2 separate regions of the Pan troglodytes genome follow, and region 2 is linked to region 1. A link is a contact called in public capture Hi-C data. All regions are on one chromosome and are shown on one strand. The core of a region is the stretch at or near the end of the contact, and the rest is flanking DNA. Distances in the headings are between cores, read along the strand shown. Region 1 overlaps TP53I11 (tumor protein p53 inducible protein 11). Region 2 overlaps LOC129136419 (a long non-coding RNA gene).

Region 1 (4,984 bases), core at 1,512-4,011:
GCACTGGGTCCTCATCCTCCTCTGGACTCTCACGGGTCTCAGTGTCTACAGCCACTGGCCACTTATAGCCTCTACTCCTGGTCATTTCATGGCAGTTTGACTCCCCAAGACCAACCAGTCTGAAGGTATGGCTTGTACTGTGCTCCTCCGTGTATCTCCCCGTGAGGCTGGGGTGCACAGCAGGCACTTTGTCAACACAGGTGGAATGAGCAGCTGTCAGGCTAAGCCCAACCAGCACACTCAGAAGCCCACAGGTTAGACGTGGCGGGCTGAGGGGAGGCTGTGCCCCAGGCCACATGGAAGCTGGTGGCATAGGGCAGGAAAGGGCTTTCCAATTAGGCAGAACTGGATTCAAAAGTGGCCACTCTCTGTTGGTCAGGTGGCCTTGAGCGAGCAGTCTCAGCCCTCAATACAATGGGGATCACACCACAGCGCCTTACTTGCCTTACTCATGGGGTGCTGAAGACTCCAGGAGATGGGGTGCAAATGCTCTTGGCAGAGGACCTGGCAGTGGGGGGTCTGGGCAGCCGTGAAGGTTAGAGGACTGGATGAGAACACTGGCCTCTGACATTGCCCCACCTCCTCAGAAAGCTGTGGCATCACTCGCAGGGGAGTGCCCCAGGGCAAGGATTTCTTTGGGTCTTGTTCTCTGAGCCTGGGACAACTCCGGGCACAGGAGGAGTTCAACAGGCATTTGTGATTGAATGAATGAGTCGGGAGGAGCTAAGAGGCCCTCTTCAGCCAAGATCTGACTCCCTGCAGTCCCTCCCACCTCCCCATCTGCTGTGGAATCTGAGGCCAGGGAAGAGCACCTCCACATAGTTCCCAGGGGCGAGGCGGGAACAAGCAAAGCCCCCAAGACTAAACCAGCCAGGAAGAGAGGGGCTTTTTGGGGGTACAAGAGTCAGGAGAGGATGACAGACAGGGAGGTGGTAAGCATATTTGTAACGATTGGGAAAACTTGGGCTCAAATCCCTGCTCCTCTTTATTGCTCTGTGACCTCAGGAAAGTTACTTAACCTCTCTGAGCCTCTATGTCCTCATCTGTGAAACCAGACTACTACTTCTGTACAAAGCCCACAGGTTTGTGATGTGTGATGATGAAAAAGTGCAGCTGAGGAGCCTGGCCTCTGGTGTGTACTCTGTAAAGGACAGCAATTAATAACATGAATAAGGTGGCTGCCCAGGCTCTGCCCTGGCCAGATCAGATGGGACTGAGGCATCATTCCCATGCAGATCCTGGAGGACTTCCCCAACCCCCTGTCTCTTTCCCAGGAAGCCTGGTTTCTATAGAAACAGATGGACTGCCGAGCTGTCCCCAGCATGAAGACTATGCCCGTGAGGGCTGGCTTAGGAAACCTGACTGGCCGGGGGAGTGGGGAAGATGAGGGAGGGAAGAGGAAGGGGCCCAGAACATCCATCAGTGGCCAAGCCTCCCTGTGAGTCAAGGGGGAGTCACTGCTGCTGCACACCTCAGCCAAGGAGCCACTGCCTTTCCAAACAAGAGCTTCTGTGATAGGGGCAGGCAGCACACCTGTTCCTCCTCCCCTCATAAGGAAGACTGCCCCCAGGGCCGCCTACCCCGGGGCTGGGAGGAGCGGGGCAAGTACTTCAAGACCATGAATCCCCTGCTATCCCCACCACAACCCTATGAGAATGGCCATATTATCACCCCCATCTTACACATGAGAAAACGAAGGCTCATGTGACTTATTCGAGTGTCCCTTGAGGTAAGTGGCAGAGCTGGAATTCAAGCCAAGGTAACTGTTCTTTAACTGGACATCCTAAGAGAAGCTGATGTGTGTGTGCAATGTGTGCGGTGGTGGGGGTGGGGGGGTGTTTGGTGGACGTGAACTGAGCTCTAACCCATCTTCCCCATGGCAACTCCCCCGGAAAAGTCCCTGGTGGTCGCCAGCATCTGGACTCCTCTCTGGGGTCCAGCCTCCCTTGGGTTAAAGCCCTGCGACTCCAGCAGGACTTGGGGAGGGATGCAGGGAGACCCATTGTTCTGTTATCGCTTTAGTACAAAATAGCTGGAAATGGGGTCTGGGACAGGGCAACACAGAGTTGGGGGGCGGGGTGCTGGCAGTGAGAGCCAGAGCCTCAGGTCCCCGGCCAGAGAGAAGGGGAGGCAGGAGAAAGAATCTCTGCTCCCTGGAGGGCGGGACGGAATAGAAGGTCCAGAGCTTGCGTCATCCACTCCAGCTGCGGTCCCTCCCAGGGCTGCCGTCGGCCCCTGGGCAGGATGGGGTCTAGAGATCCCCTAGCCCAGAATCTATTGCCTGGGCCATCAGGCAGTGAATCCACTTGTCAATGGCTGTACTGGAGAGGCTTAGGGACTAAGGGACTTGTGTTCAGATCTTGGCTCTGCACTACTAGGCTCGTGCCTTTGGGCAGACAAACTCCTCTTTGAAGGAGCCTCCCTTCCTTCCACCGTAAATGGGGCGGTGGTCCCTGAGTCACAAGGCTGTCTGGGGGCTAGACAGCTAATCTAGAAGTCATGGGACACAAAAGAGGCTTTATGAAAGCGGCTGCACTACTGACATCCTCACAGCAGCCTCTGGGGTGTAGGTTTCATCGGAGGCCCACAGCTAAGGAGGAAGCCGAGGCGAGGCTACCCGGTGGATGGGCCTTGGCTGGCTCCAGCTGGCTTGCTATCAGGCCATCCCTCGAGAGCATCATTATTCCAAAGGCTGGGGCTGCCTTAGTCAGTCTTGTCTCTCAAGCAGATCCTGAGCCAGTGGAGGGCGATGCTGCAGCATCCGTCTTCCTCATCATCTCAGCATCACCACTGGGCTCAGTGTCCAGCCTGCTGCAAAGAGTGAGGACAGAGCGGAACTGGCCGGGAGAGGCAGGCGCAGGATGCGAGTCCCATGGCAGTGGCAACCCCCGTCTCCATGACACAGCTCTGCAGTTGAGAAAGGTTCCACGCCCCATTTCCAAGAACCTCCAGGAACATGTGCCCTGAGATCTGATAGTGGAAGGTTTGTCCTGGAGCTGGAAGGTGGCAATGTGTCCTGAATCACTGGGCTCGGAGACAGGACAGCTGAGGTCACAGGCAGATTCTGCCATCACTGGTAAGCCAGGCCCTGTCTTTGGGGCTCAGTTTCTTTGTCTAAGAAAATGAGAATGTGGTCTCTAGGGCCCCTCCCAGCCCTGCCTCACAGCGGCCACACTCCAGGTCCCTGCTGGGCCCCAGCTCAAGCTGCCTCACCCCCAAGTCCCGCCACCCCTCAGCCTGGACTGGCACACAGGTCCTATCTTCCTACTCTTTCTTTTTGAAGGGGCCCAATTTCCAGAAAGGCAGAGGGAAGCCCAACCTTTCATCAGAAACATTTCCAAAGCTTTAGGGACAAATATGAACATTCCCTACTGTGCTGAAGAGGGCGAGAGGTCAGGGCAGAGCAGGTGGCAAGAAGGAGGCATTCCTGGGCTCCTCCCCCGGGGGTCTGAAGCTGCTGCTGTAGGCAAGGGGATCAGGCCCTCTGATGGCCTCCATCACCACTCAGAAGTCACTGGGAGGTTTTTCCTGTCTCGACGGTCATTCACATGGGCAGAACATGAAGAATTCCTGTCCTTTTCCACTCTGAGAATAGGCCAGCCTGCCCCTTGGCCCAGTGACCATGTCAGGGCCCTCAAGGGCAGCTGGTGTCGTCATCAGGACAGCCTGACTTCCAGATCCTATGGGGCTAGGGGTCTGGTGAGAATGCAGCAGGCACCTCCCTCTCCGACCTGACCCCACTCTCCCCATGCCCCTCCCCCACCCCGTGGCTGTTCAGGAACTTAGAGGGGAGAAGAGGGTGGGAGAGGAAGGGAGAGGAAAGGACAGGAGCTTCCTCGAAGGGATGCTCCACATTTTGAGCCCGTTTCTTCAAAAGCAAATGGTGATTTGTCTTCTGGGTGAGTTGGGGGAGGCAGGTGGAAGGGTCCCTGCCCTTTTTGCAGGATAAGATGGGCCACAACCATAGTTCAGGACTGAGTGTCTCCCCAATCCTGGGGTGCTGGCTTAGTGGTTAAAGGACTAGCTCATGACTTAAAAGGCTTGTGCTTCATCCTGGCTCTACCACTTATGAGCTGTATGCCTTTGGGCCAGTGACTCTGCCTCCCTGGGCCTCAGTTTCCTCATCTGTTAAATGGGGTGTAATAATGACACCAACTTCTCACCAGTGAGAAGATGCACCAAAAAAATCCAGAACAGCGCCTGTTTTGTAGTTAATGTTCAATAATAATGCTGCTCATTATTTTTAGACTAGAAGACTCTACTTCCTTGCCTCAGTTGCCCCTTGACCAAATCTGCCTCAGAGCAGGTCCCCTTCTAGGGATCATGTGCCAGGTCAGAGTTGGGTGCTCAGAAGGGAGTGGTCATAGGAAGGAAGTGGGATGAGAGAGAGCAAGGGTCACTTTGGGGCAGGACGACGATGCTGCGCTGGCCCTGGGAGGGGTCCAGCCGGTGTAGCAGGATAAACAGTGAGACGCAGGGTGCCGGGGAGGTATCGTGGACCAGGAGTCAGAACATCAGGCACCCCGCCCTGCAGCTGCCTCTCCTGGCCTGTGTGTCCTGGGGTGACTGATATACCGTCTCTGAGCCTCACTTCCCTCACCTGTGAAAGGGGAGGAATTCATCCCTTCTCAGTCACTCACTCTTCCTCAGCCCCTCACTCCCCCCTAGCTGCAGGGCAGTCACATTCCAGCTTCAGGGTCTTTGCATGGGCTGTGCTCTAGCTGTCTACACAGCTCACTCCCTCATCTCCCTCAAGGCTGTAGCTCAAAAGTTACCTCCTCAGGGAGACCTCCCTGACACCCTATTTAAAATGACAACCCAGTCCCTGGCCTCAATACCCCCAACACAACTTTTCCCCTTCACGTCTCAGTACACTATATAATTTGCTTATTGTTTTTATTAGGGAATTGCCTCCCCCTGCCCCCTGCTTTTAAGCATCAGCTCCATGAGGACAAAAATTTTTATTTTGTCCACAGCTGTCTCC
Region 2 (4,984 bases), core at 1,559-4,058, 160 kb after region 1:
GAAGAGCAGATGCAGAGAGACAGGCAGGACTGTTTACCCTGGAGGGGGAAGGCCCACTCACTGTGTGGGCAGGAAGCTGACTCAGAGAGTGTGATGAGAGTAACAGAGAACCCAAGTCTCTCTACTCCCAGCCCAGTGCTCATCTAATCGTGAGCCCTAGCCTTGCATTTTCATTCTCTTGTCTGGTCATCACTGGACAGTTGCCTCTGCCATGTCTACTGGACAGGACTCAGGATGGTCACCAGCAGCTTTCCCCTGCAACCCTCCCCAAAGCCCAGAAACCCTGACCACCCCGCCGGGCCTGCCTCCTCCCCGGCCTTAGAGCCCAACCTGGACTCTGCAGTTGGGCCTTTGGCGCCATCTGGTGGTAGACATATGAGACTACAGCAAATGGGGGGATGGGTGAAGGAGGAAAAGTTGGAGGAGGAAGAGGAGGAAGAGGAGAGGGAGATGAGGAAAGAGGAAGAGGAAATAACTTGTATAGCCTATATGGATCACCATGTGCTTTGGTAGAGACAGAAAAATCTAGGCCCTACCGTTTTGCAGCTTTGTGACTTCGAGCAGTTCACAGTTCCTCCCTGAGCCTCAGTTTCCCCATCTGTAAGACCAGGAAAAATAACCCAAACTTAAGTGTTAACCTTTGGCAGGGTATTGACCGAGAGGGAGCTTGAGGGGGCCTTTGAGGGTGTCAGAAATACTTCTGTCTTGATGGTCACACGGTTTTAAAAAGTCATTGAGTTGTACACTTAAGGTTTGTGTACTTTACTGTATATATAATATATACATTATATGTAATACTATATATAGTATATATAATATAAACATATAATATATAACATATATATTATATATAAATTATATATATATAAATTATACCTCTACAAGAAAGGAAGCAATAACACTAATCTACCTTTAACGGTGAAAACCAAGAGAAATCATGTAAGAAAGGGGCTCAGCTCAGGGCCTGGCACCAAGTCAGGATGCATTGAGGGCGATGGTTATCCCTGCTGTCACTCAGCACTTTCAAATATAGCTGTGCTTTATTTTGCAATGACCCTGTAAGTTGACTTACTTTTTATAGCTGAGGGATTGAGGCTTGGTGAAAACTTGCTCTAGATGATCTAATTCCATGCCCTAGACTTTTTCGCCTGGGCATAGCCCTCAAGCTAGGATAGGCTGAGCAGGGCCCAGGGCAACAGAGCTGTGTGGACAGGCTAGCCCTCAAGGGCCACTGCACCTGGCAAAGCACAAGACCAAAATGTTGTCCACTTGTTCCCAGGAGACCTGGCTCTTACAGGTGATGAGGCACCAGAGGGACTTCTCTCAAGAAAGCAGGCATCAGCTGGCCAGAAGGAGTAAGGGCAGAAGAAGGCAGCAGGGCAGCACAGGGCACAGGGCCGGACAGGCAGATGTGGGTCTGAATTCAGGCTCCTCTGGATGAAAGGGGGCAAGCTGCTTCTCATCCATGGGGGTTGGGTTTCTCATCTGCAAAATGGGGACGAGGACACGTGCCCTTCCTGCCGCTCAAGGTTGCTGTGATAGCTGAGTGAGATCATGGAGTGAAGACTCTGGTCCTCCTACTGACCTTACAGGATGGGCAAGAGCCTCTCCATTTTGCAGATGAGGAAACTGAGGCACAGACACTTCAGACCCCACCCAGCTATGACCCATCTCCCACCTGGGACCTCAGCCCCAAGGTGACTCATGGCAGAAACACAGCCCAGGGAAGAGGAACAAAGGTTTTGGGGGGAGGTGGCCTAAAACCTGCCCAGAAACCTCAGTGCTGCAGATGACACAGAACCACCAATACGGCTAAAGGGACTGGGTGGGGCACTTTAGAAAAGCAATAGGAATATCATCCCAGCCCTGAGGTTAATTCAGATCGGGGACCCAGAGTTGGGTTCTCGATGCCTTCTGATGTCCAAGCAGCTTCCCAGGCCTCCTCCTGCATCCTGGACAGGGGTCATGTAATTCCACCCCATTCCCATCACGGGGCCAGTGGCCCCATGTCTTAGTCTGCTTGGGCAGCTATAACAAAAATACCATAATCTAGGTGGTTTACAAAGAGCAAACATGTATTTCTTATAGTTCTGGGAGCTGGGAAGTCCAAGATCAAGGTGCCCCAGATTTGGTGTCTGGTGAAGACCCACTTTCTCATGTACAGATGGCACCTTCTTGCTGTATCTTTACAGAGTATAAGTGATGAAAGAGCTCCCTCAGACCTATTTCATAAGGGCACTAATCCCAGTCAACTGTCCTCATGGCCTAATCGCCTCTTCAATGCCCCACCTCCTACCATCACATCGGTGATTAGGTTTCAATGTGGGAATTTGAGGAGTACACATTCAGACCATAGCACCCCATGACCTACCTAAGGTCACCCAACTGGTCATAGCCACCAGGTGCTGCAAAAGCCTTGAGCTCATCTAGTGAGAACCCTCATCTATCAGAGAGGGAAAGGGCTTGTCTAAGGCTGCACAGCAGAGCTGGGACTGGAAGCCAGACCTCTGCACACCAGGCCTCGAGGGGAACCACAGGTGCTCAAGCCTTCTGAAAGCCACCTCATCACTGTGAGAGGGCCTCAGCCTCCACTGCTACAGCTGACTCTGCAGCCCCTCCCTCCAGCCGTGGTGACAGCAGAGCCATGGAAGCAGCTGGGCCTCCCAGTCCAGGCCCCTCTGGGATTGCCCTTCCCAACAGCTTGGCATGGCCCTGGCCCGCCACCTGGTGGCCACAACAACAATTGCCAGGACGTAGCCTCAGGCTCTGATCCCACCTCCCTCTCCCTGGGGGCAGCCTCTGCTACAAGGCAGTGGAGGAGCCCATGGCTCTTCCCAGAAGCCCTCTGCTCCAGTGGGCAGCATTTCTGAGACCCCTACAAAGTGCTTGGTGCTAAGCCCCAGGGCCACAGAGGCCTCTCCAGGGGTGAGGGTCACACATCTCTGAGACCATGAAGTCAGGCTGGACCGACCCTTCTAACATGATTTCCTTTGGGCAACAAAGAGTTCCTGGCACCGAGAAGGCTTTTACTTTGCAAACTCAAATGTGCAAGAAATCATTCGTTTTCACATTTGCTTTCAAATTTTCTCTCCAGTTCCTCCTCCTGGGCTCACCCACACCTGAACTTCCCCCACCTGAGAGAGCACAGATGACAGCAAGTGTCCGTGGCCCCAGAGGGAAGGAAAGGGCCTCTGGGGTCACTGCAATCCCTCTGGCCTCTAGCCCAGGCTGGCCATGTCTGTGGAGGTAGGAGGTCCCAAGCTCCTGCACTTTCAGGGGCTCAGCAGTTTACACCCGGTTGGCAGCCCCAGCTTAGGGTGCAGGCTCCCTCGCAAGCCACACAGCTGTTCTCGTTGGAGGCCCTGCCATCTCTTGGGGGGCAGGGATTGGTTTCCTGTCACCCATGGGTCCCACCACCCTCAGGGCCCTTTATAGGCTGGGGTGATTTTTGCTTTCTTTGCTGGTTCTCTCACGAGCTAGATGTTCTAGTTATACTGCTATGCTACAAACCACCCCAAAATTGAGCACATAAAACAGCCATTTTATTATAGTCATGGATTCTGTGGGTCAGAAATTTGGAAAGGGCATCATGGAGACAGTTTACCTCTGCCCATAATGCCTGAGGCGCCGGCTGGAAGATGAAGCCTGGGGTGACTTGACGGTGGTGGCAGGAACCCTCTGGTGGGCATCCTCACGTGCAGGTCTGAGGCTGACACGGGCTGCCACCTGGGACACTGACCCGTCTGCTCCACTCCACGTGGTCTGTGAGTTCTTTTTAGCACGGCAGCTGGGTTCTAAGAGTGGATGTCCCAGGAGAGCAAGGCAGAAATGCGTGGCATTTTCTAGATCTAGCCTGGGAAGTTACAGAGCATCTTCTGCCATACTCTACTGGTCAAGGCAGTCACAAAGGTCTATGCAGTCAGAGATGTGGGGTGGAGTTGGGATCAGATTGAGCACTGAGTGAAAAAGCTTCACTGCAAACAGGGATACCCCCAGAACAAAGTCCAGGCTTTGTGGGGAGGAGAAATGAAGCAGATCTGCTAAAGCCAAAAGACGGAGAACTGCTTCTGTCTGTGAGTGGGGTGGGTTGGCCAGCAATACCTGGGCTTCACAGGTCAGTATGGGGCTGGCTGAAGCCACCCATCTGGTGTTTAGGGGGCTCAGGGGCCTTCATAGAGCAAGATAAGTGCCAAGTTAGCACACCAGGGTCACCAGGCAGCCAGGACAGGTGACTATCTCGGGGTCTGATGGAAGCTCAAAGTCCAGATGCTCTGCTCAGCCCACTCCCAGGCTCCACACTGGTCTCCACCATCTGTGTGACCTGGGCTGATGACATCTTCGAACTCCACTTTCTCACTTGCAAAACGGGGCTAATTATAGTTCAATGAGTCATAGCCCATTTCAGGGGCAAGTTCTAAATCAGTAAGGCAAAAATTAGGTACACACAAAACGACCCTTGAGAACCTCTTATGCTCCCCACCAGCATGGATACACATGGTTTTGTGTATACAGTTGTGAAGAGTAAGTCTAATGAATGTCAAATGTGGACAACTGATGAAGCAGAACAGAGGGCGGATGGGGTGCAGTGGGAAAGCCAAGAGGGAGGTCTGGACTTCTGTGCCATCTGCCTTTAAGAAAATGCCCATCTCTAGTTGAGTGGGGGACAGGGCAGGGGTAGGGGTGGGGTCCCTCTAAGCCTGTCAGGTTTGCTGGGTCTGCTGACTGGCTTTTCCGTGTTGCTTTCACACCAATCCTCTATAGTGTTAAATGAACTGATAGATTTGCGTGGCATTGTACAAATTAAACTAGTTAATATACATAAAGGCTCCAGCACAGTTCCTGGCATATAATAAGTGCTCAATAAATGTGGGTTGGATTTTTTTTTTTTTTTTTTTTTTTTTTTGTGAGACAGAGTCTCGCTCTGTCACCCAGGCTGGAGTGCAGTGGTGAGAGCTCAACTCATCGCAACCTCCACCTCCAGGGT

The links. Capture Hi-C pulls out chosen DNA fragments and counts their contacts.
Region 2: a contact with region 1 is called in a capture Hi-C map of stem cell-derived neural stem cells, with 6 times the contacts expected there. The contact joins two enhancer-like sites. A contact is called at or near these places in 5 of 7 Hi-C or Micro-C datasets (blood, induced pluripotent stem cells, a lymphoblastoid cell line and 1 more), 1 of 1 datasets of contacts at active chromatin or transcription factors (stem cell-derived excitatory neurons) and 1 of 1 other capture datasets (stem cell-derived neural stem cells).

Annotation. Positions count from the first base shown.
Region 1 is chr9:48,957,215-48,962,198 of NHGRI_mPanTro3-v2.0_pri, forward strand. All of the region lies in intron 1 of TP53I11 (tumor protein p53 inducible protein 11), which reads right to left. Among named protein-coding and RNA genes, the nearest start is that of TP53I11, 4.9 kb to the right of the region's middle. Within about 2 kb of position 2,762, at least 3 of the 24 cell types and tissues checked have an H3K27ac peak or open chromatin away from gene starts, as enhancers often do. A contact at or near this core is called in stem cell-derived neural stem cells, where this site is marked.
Region 2 is chr9:49,115,858-49,120,841 of NHGRI_mPanTro3-v2.0_pri, forward strand. LOC129136419 (a long non-coding RNA gene) reads right to left here. Exons shown (of 5, transcript XR_010147539.1): 5 at 3,492-4,414. Among named protein-coding and RNA genes, the nearest start is that of PRDM11, 41 kb to the right of the region's middle. Within about 2 kb of position 2,809, at least 3 of the 24 cell types and tissues checked have an H3K27ac peak or open chromatin away from gene starts, as enhancers often do. A contact at or near this core is called in stem cell-derived neural stem cells, where this site is marked.